Linked DNA regions of Gossypium hirsutum: region 2 is linked to region 1. A link is a contact called in public Hi-C data. All regions are on one chromosome and are shown on one strand. Each heading gives the region's core, a stretch centred on a gene start, on an enhancer-like site or on the middle of the called end of the contact. The rest is flanking DNA. Distances are from core to core; before and after follow the strand shown.

Region 1 (3,433 bases), core at 690-3,189:
TTTTATTTTGGTGTCATAGTATGATTATATGAGTGTATGAAAATTTTGGTGAATTAATTTTAGCATTGTGAGCCTAATTGCAAAAAAAAAGACTAAATCGCATAAAGGGAAAAAGTTGTGATTTGCTAGCCAAAGGTGTTAAATAGCTAGAGAGCCATAATTTGAGGTCTTTAAAGTGAAATTAGACCCTTAAAAGAAGCTTGGCCGACCGTAGGGACAAGATAAATCAATTGGTCAAATGGTTAGGTGAGTTGATGACTTAATATTGTCTAGAAATAAAATAAAGAGAAAAATGTTGTCATCTTTTTACTCTTCTTTCTTCCACCGATTTTTCCTCCAAGAAATAGCCATGGGAGCTTGAAACTTTCAGCCATTTATTCCTCTCTCAAGTAAGTGATTTAGATGGTTATTTTTTATGATTTTGGTACTTTTGGAACCCTTATAGCATGAGCTAACTAATGAAGAGACTATTTTGCAAAATGGTTGAGAGTCTAGGGTTTTCCTATGAAAGCATATATGTTGTTAACTGAAATTTTATGGAATAATATAAGTTATGGTTGTGAAATAAACAACTTTTGTGAAAGAACTTCTCATGAAAACCCTAATAGGATCATTTTGTAAAGATTGTAAAATAGATAGTAATGTGGTGAAATAATGGAAATTTTGGGATGTTATAAGAGTAAAAAGGGTTTGTCTAGGATTAAGGCATGAAGAAATTCGATAAAATTTGATTTTCGAGCCTAGGGATAAAATGTTCATTTTGTGAAAGTTTAGGGGCAAAATGGTCATTTTGCAAAAAAATATGAATTTTTGATTGTATAAATTTATCTAGTAATTAAATGGATGAATTTTTATTATTTTAGATCAAGAAACACAAAATTCGAACCTAGACCAGGGGAAGGCTATCCAAGTAGATTAAAACCGACTAGTCGCCTACATTTTGTAATCTGAGGTAAGTTGTATGTTAATAATGCAACTATATTGTTATGATTTGTGATTGAATTGATATTGCATAAATTGTTATGATTGTGAATATGAGTATGCACATTGAGAAATTAACGTAGTAAAGACTACCGGTTGAACTTTAGGAATAGATTTGGATATTCATGCCATGACATTGGGTGATATGTGTGCTAGTGTAAGACATGTCTGGCACATGCATTGGCTTTGAGACGAGAGCTAGTGTAAGACATGTTTGGGACATCCATTAGCCTCGAGATATACAAGCTAGTGTAAGACCTGTCTGGGACTTGGCGTCAGCTTATTGTGTGTCAGTGTAAGACCTGTTGTGTGTCGCAGTTGCCTTTGTTAATTTTAGGAAAATGTTCATCTAATTAAACCATCATTTATTAAGTTAAGTTAGCAGAACTGGAGTGGCTTTTAGAAAAAAACTCATTGCATGACACCGCCTTTGAAGAAAATTTTTTTGTTTATCTGGCTTATAGCTGAAAAACAAATAAAGTCCCCAATTATCAATTTAGCCGAGTGACATGCTCAATCCAATTTCAGCATATAATTAATATTCAATCCCAAGTATGAAAACCCCAAAACGAAAAGTTACCAAGCCAATTTTTATCTTCAGATTGATATTCGAGTCAGCTTCTTGTCCAATAGATCTGTTCGATTTTTAAAAACACTAATTTTGATTGATGAATGAACTTTTTTAATCTGGCTAGGTTCAACAAGCAGAGAGTAAAATTTGAAAATATAATTAATGGCTAGTGTTTTAATTTTGAGCGAGTGAATTTTGAATAGTATTTTATTTTCGGTATAAATATTGTTAGTATTTGACAAATATTATAAAAGGGAGAAGAAAGAAAATGGAAAAGAAAACAAAAAAAAATAAAGAGAAAAATAATATATAAGAAAAAAAATTAAAAATTATATTTTAAACGTCCAATGATGATATTTAAAGGGTAAATTATAAATTAGTGTAAAATGGATAAAAGATAGTTTATGTACCCTTGTCACCAAAAGAAAAGTTTAGTCAAGTTGGGGTAAATGATAAAAGATAATGGTAGAGGCAGATTGTTTCAATAAGTGAGAAGGGTGGTCAAAAAGTGGAGCGAAGAAAGTCTACGACGTTGAATCCTGGGTGATAGTGATAATCCCTCTTCCATCCATTTCCTCGGCGATTTCCTCCCTCTTTCTCTTGTAAATATGTATATATAAATTTTCTGTATTTTAAAATTCTTCTTTACAAACGAGATTAAAACTTACATAGCAAGGGCGCGTTACCTTCGATCACCCACTTTCTCTTTTCTCGATAAACCGCGTTCTTTTTTTTGTTTTGTTTTGGGCTTTTAACAGATCCTTAAATGAGTATAACTTCTGTCCTTGGAAAGGAGCTTTTTCTCAAGGGTTTTATATTTTGAGCTAAGAGAGAGAGTGAGTTGAACAGAGAAAAAGAAGAAAGAAAGCCAAGATTATGGCAGAGTCTAGGCGCGATGTCCTTACTAATCAACTTGGTACCTATATAATTGGCTCTTCTATATTCTATTTCATTTCTCCCCCCCCCCCGGGGGTCCCCCTAGTTTTTTACATTATCTTTTATTTGTGTTTCTAGTGAATGTTGAAATTTGCATGTTTTAACACCCTTTTTTTTATTGGTTTGGTTTACTAAAATGTAGTGCTCTTGCTTATACTTTAGTTTCTGTGGTGGGTTTTAAATTAATTTGTTCGAGACTATGGCTTCTCATTCGGGTTCTTTTATGCGGAAGAAGAGAAATGGTTAAGCAGAGGGGGTATTAATTTTGTTGAAAAGAGAGAGACTTAGGGTCAGAATTAAAAGGCAAATGAAGCTGTTTTGACTTTCTTCTTCTTTGGTACACAGAGCTTTGTATTAATCAAGAATCTTTTTTATTACGAAGTTAATGTGAGGGTTTGAGTAATTTGATGGTTTTTTACTTTTTGATATGAAGTTATATGCATAGATTTGAGCGAACTCTCTCATCTTGTTTGGTGCAGATATTGATCAAATACTCCTGGAAGCGCAGCATAGGTGGCTAAGACCAGCTGAAATATGTGAAATTCTTAGAAATTATAAGAAATTCCACATTTCTTCCGAACCAGCACATATGCCACCAAGTATGATCTTTGAATTGCATTGTAATGGTTCATGCTGTTAGATGATGATAGGTTGATAATTATCTTGACATCATGAAAATATTGCTCTTTTGATTCTGAAGTTCTATTTCTCCTGCCATTTAGGATAATATTATCATTTGCTTCTTTGAATATCTGCTCAATATCTTTCCCTTGTGGGATTGCAGCTTTCTTTTCTCAAATATTCCACGTCAATGTGCTGTCTTTCAATTCTTTTAATCCTTTTCCTAGGTAATGGAATTGTATTTGGATTCTGCTTCAGATAGAAAACCATTTATGATGTAAATACTATAGTTAAAATGTTCTCAAACAAACCATGTTACTATAT
Region 2 (3,553 bases), core at 954-3,453, 720 kb before region 1:
TAATTTCAAGTTCCTATGGTCCTCTTTTTTTCATTTATATCTATGCTGAAACTTTTGTTAGTTCAATTACGTCAGAGCAAAAGCAAGGTGAAGGGGGTTGGCATTTTCTGCATTATTGTTTTTTATTACATCAACAATTTTGTCCAAGCTATGCACCCATCCCAATATCAGATGGTGTTTGATTTTTGCAAAACAAAATATCACCATTTGATTGGGAGATGTTTTAGCGTTGGATTACATTTTATATTTAAAAAGTAAATAAAATAATTTTTGTACTTAAATTAAAGAGTAAATTAATTTTTATTAAAAATTATTAATTTTTATTATTGAAGATTGATTTATGCATATTTGTATAAAATACATATGATACTGTATGTATTATTGTTTATTTAAAAGTATAGGAAAGTGTTTAAGGGGTCGAATTGTATTTTGTATTTGAAAAATAAGTAAATTAATTTTCGTAGTTAAATTAAAGAGTAAATTAATTATGTAAAATTTTATCAATTTTTATTATTAAAAATTGATTTATATATACTAGCAAACATGATACTGGATATGTTATTGTTTAGTTATTTTGTTAATTATATTAATTTTTAATATTACAAATAAATAAAAATTCTAATAAAAAGAAAATTAATTTATTTTGTGATGTATTGAATAAAGATTAATGAAAATGGAATTTGACAACTCCGTTTCATTTGTCTTTAATTCCGTAGCAACTCAGTTTTGATCAGTATATAGATTCTCTTTGCTTTTGTGCCCTTACTCTTTTTCATATATATATATATATATATATTCTTATTTCTAAAGACTTGTATATGATGGTACTAATTGCCTTGATATACAGCAAGAAGAAGAACAAAAACAAAATATCTATCTTCCTTCAATATGACATTAATACATCTACAGGTCTACCATTGACCACCCTGCAATTGGTTCTTATCTCACCAGGCTGCTCAAACTGCAACTCCCCCATCTTCAACATCCCCTCTACGAATGCCTTAAAAAATTCATCTTGGTCTTTGCTAAAAACCCTTACATATGGCCTAGTCCGACGAGACGTGAAAAGGGTTTGATCCGAATTCAGAAACCCTCTTCCACCCACCAAGTCCTTGTAGAACTGGTTATCAAACACTCTAGGGGTTGCATCCAGGGGTCCCGTCACGTTTTCATCTACACCAAGTGGGCAAAGCTGGTTTAGCTTTTCTCTGAACTCTGGTTCGATGGTAGGGTCAGGTTTGCCGGACCCAGATTGGTTGTAGAGCCTGAACATGATGGAGAAACACCTAGCTTTGCCTACGGAGTGTGACCCAGAAAGGGCTACAAGGTCCTTCACTGATAGATTGAATTGGGCGAAAAGATTGATCAAAGAAGTTGCATCCGCTCTTGGGCTTGGCATTATATTGTCGGAGTCTTGTTGACTGGCTGTTAAGCTATCTTTTCTTCCCAATCTCACTTCCCAATTGGGTCCTCCACTCTGATAAATTACAAACCAAAAAAGCTGAACTTAAATTCTATCAAAAATGTGATGAAGAAATAAAGAAGGGTTATTACTTATTAGTACCAGAGCAACAGCATCTCTGGCGGCTAAGACTAAGATATCTGCACAAGACACAGTTGACGGGCAAGCATCTTCCAAGGCTTCCTTGATTTCATCCACAACTTCAAAAGATCGTAGCGAATTTATATTTGAAAGAGCTTGCTTTTCCCCAACCATGTCTGCTGTATCATCTAAGAGTAACGAACCATCACAGCCCTGAATCAAAACAAAAGCAGGCTTAAGCAAAAAGTCATGAACAAAGTAATCATGGAATTGAACAGACTTGTATAATACATTAACAAAGCAATCATGGAATTGAAGGCGCATAACAGAGGCAAGGCTTCTTGGTTCCCTAATCATGGCTTTCTTCATCACATCTCTGACGATGAATTCCGCCGGCGGACATGTTTCAAAGTAAAACCCTGGCCGGAGAGGCTCTGCAGCAACGGCCATGTTCACTGCTGCTACCAGAAACAACACCCAAGGAAACCGATACATCGTTTGGGGGAACACAACAATAGTGGATTTTTTATTTTATTTTATTTTATTTTTTTTGGGGGGGGGGGGGAAGGGGGGAGTGGGGGTGGGGTTTGAAATACACCAATTCAGGCTTTTTTTTCTTGAATGGTCATCTGGGTATTAACTTTTGAACTTGTTAGATGATTCTTAACAGCCTCACTGGGGTAGGAAAAAATAAATATACAAGTATAAAACTCAAAATTATATATTAATTTTTAATTAATTAATTTCTGTAATTTTATAAATAAATTTTGATTTGATTTTCACTTTATATATATAAATGATTATATTTATTTAATATAAAAATAATTTTGATATATTTATTTTTTTAAATATGTATAATTGAATAAAGTTAAAAAAATTTTACACATTTATTTGAATCACAATCAAAATTTTATGTATAATTGTACAAAATTAAATTTTATATATCAAATTGTAAATTTATCCATATATAAACAAATGAAACTTTTGTTGCATTTTTAATTAGAATAATTATCCTATACACTCAAGGTTAGTGGAGTAAAAAAATTCCATAAAATGACATCAATCCAGATATACTTGTGGAGTTTTTTCCACTCCACTACTAGTAGACAGAATAATTACACTTTTAATTATTATTGTTGTCGTAACCATTTTTTAAAAAAAAAAGGGAATTGACTTAGATTTTTAGAAATGAAAACGAATAGAGGAGTCGCCACCAATCTTTTTTGATGAGGTGTGATCGGATCACCTTAAATTAATCATTTTAATAAAAGTTAAGATTTACTAAAACGATAATTTTTTGTCTACGAAAATCAGAAAATGAGTTTGGGAGTCGGTTACGCACGAGGAAGGATTAGCACCCTCAATACGCCCAAAATTGGTACCTAGTTGATTAATTAGTGTCTTAGTGTCGAAAATTTGAAAACTTGAAAGAATTTAAAATACGATCCCTCTTTGTAAAGAAAATGCTCAAATGTTAAAGACCTTCTCGTCTCACAATATAAAATGTCACATCCAGTAAGTTAGGACACGACATCTTGAATTTTCGAGAGCGAGCTTGCCTTTTATATAAAAATTCGTGTATTTCAAAAGGTTATTCAGTTAGTTAAGGTGAATGAGGAAAATCGAAACCCAATAAGTTAGGGCACGTTTCCTCGAATTTCCGAACACCGAATATTGCCTTTACTTGCAAAAATCTTATTTCGAGGTAACAAAATGCCATACCCGGTAAGTTAGGGCACAACACCTCGTATCTCTGAGAATAAGCATTTTTCAAAACTCATGTCGCGATTTAAAAGAGTATTCCGTTATTTAGGTTAAAGGAGAAAAATCGAAACCCAATAAGTTAGGGCACGATTGTCTCGAATTACCAAATACGGAATATTACTTTTATGAAAGAATTATTATTGGGTTGGATATAATGATAACAATAATATTAAAGTAAAGTAAATAATAATACTATATATAAAAATATATATGTATATAATAGAAATACACACTATATAATAATAA

The links. Hi-C and Micro-C count contacts between places; a contact is called where the count stands out from the background.
Region 2: a contact with region 1 is called in a Hi-C map of leaf, with 2.2 times the contacts expected there. The contact joins the promoter of LOC107934419 here to the promoter of LOC107903621 in region 1. A contact is called at or near these places in 2 of 34 Hi-C or Micro-C datasets (callus and leaf).

Annotation. Positions count from the first base shown.
Region 1 is chrA12:36,136,411-36,139,843 of Gossypium_hirsutum_v2.1, reverse strand. It overlaps LOC107903621 (calmodulin-binding transcription activator 3), which reads left to right and starts at 1,939. Exons shown (of 13, transcript XM_016829714.2): 1 at 1,939-2,468; 2 at 2,968-3,087. The coding sequence starts at 2,429.
Region 2 is chrA12:36,858,985-36,862,537 of Gossypium_hirsutum_v2.1, reverse strand. LOC107934419 (peroxidase 17) reads right to left here and starts at 2,203. Exons shown (of 3, transcript XM_016866850.2): 1 at 1,835-2,203; 2 at 1,565-1,756; 3 at 820-1,477. The coding sequence starts at 2,038. The coding sequence ends at 884.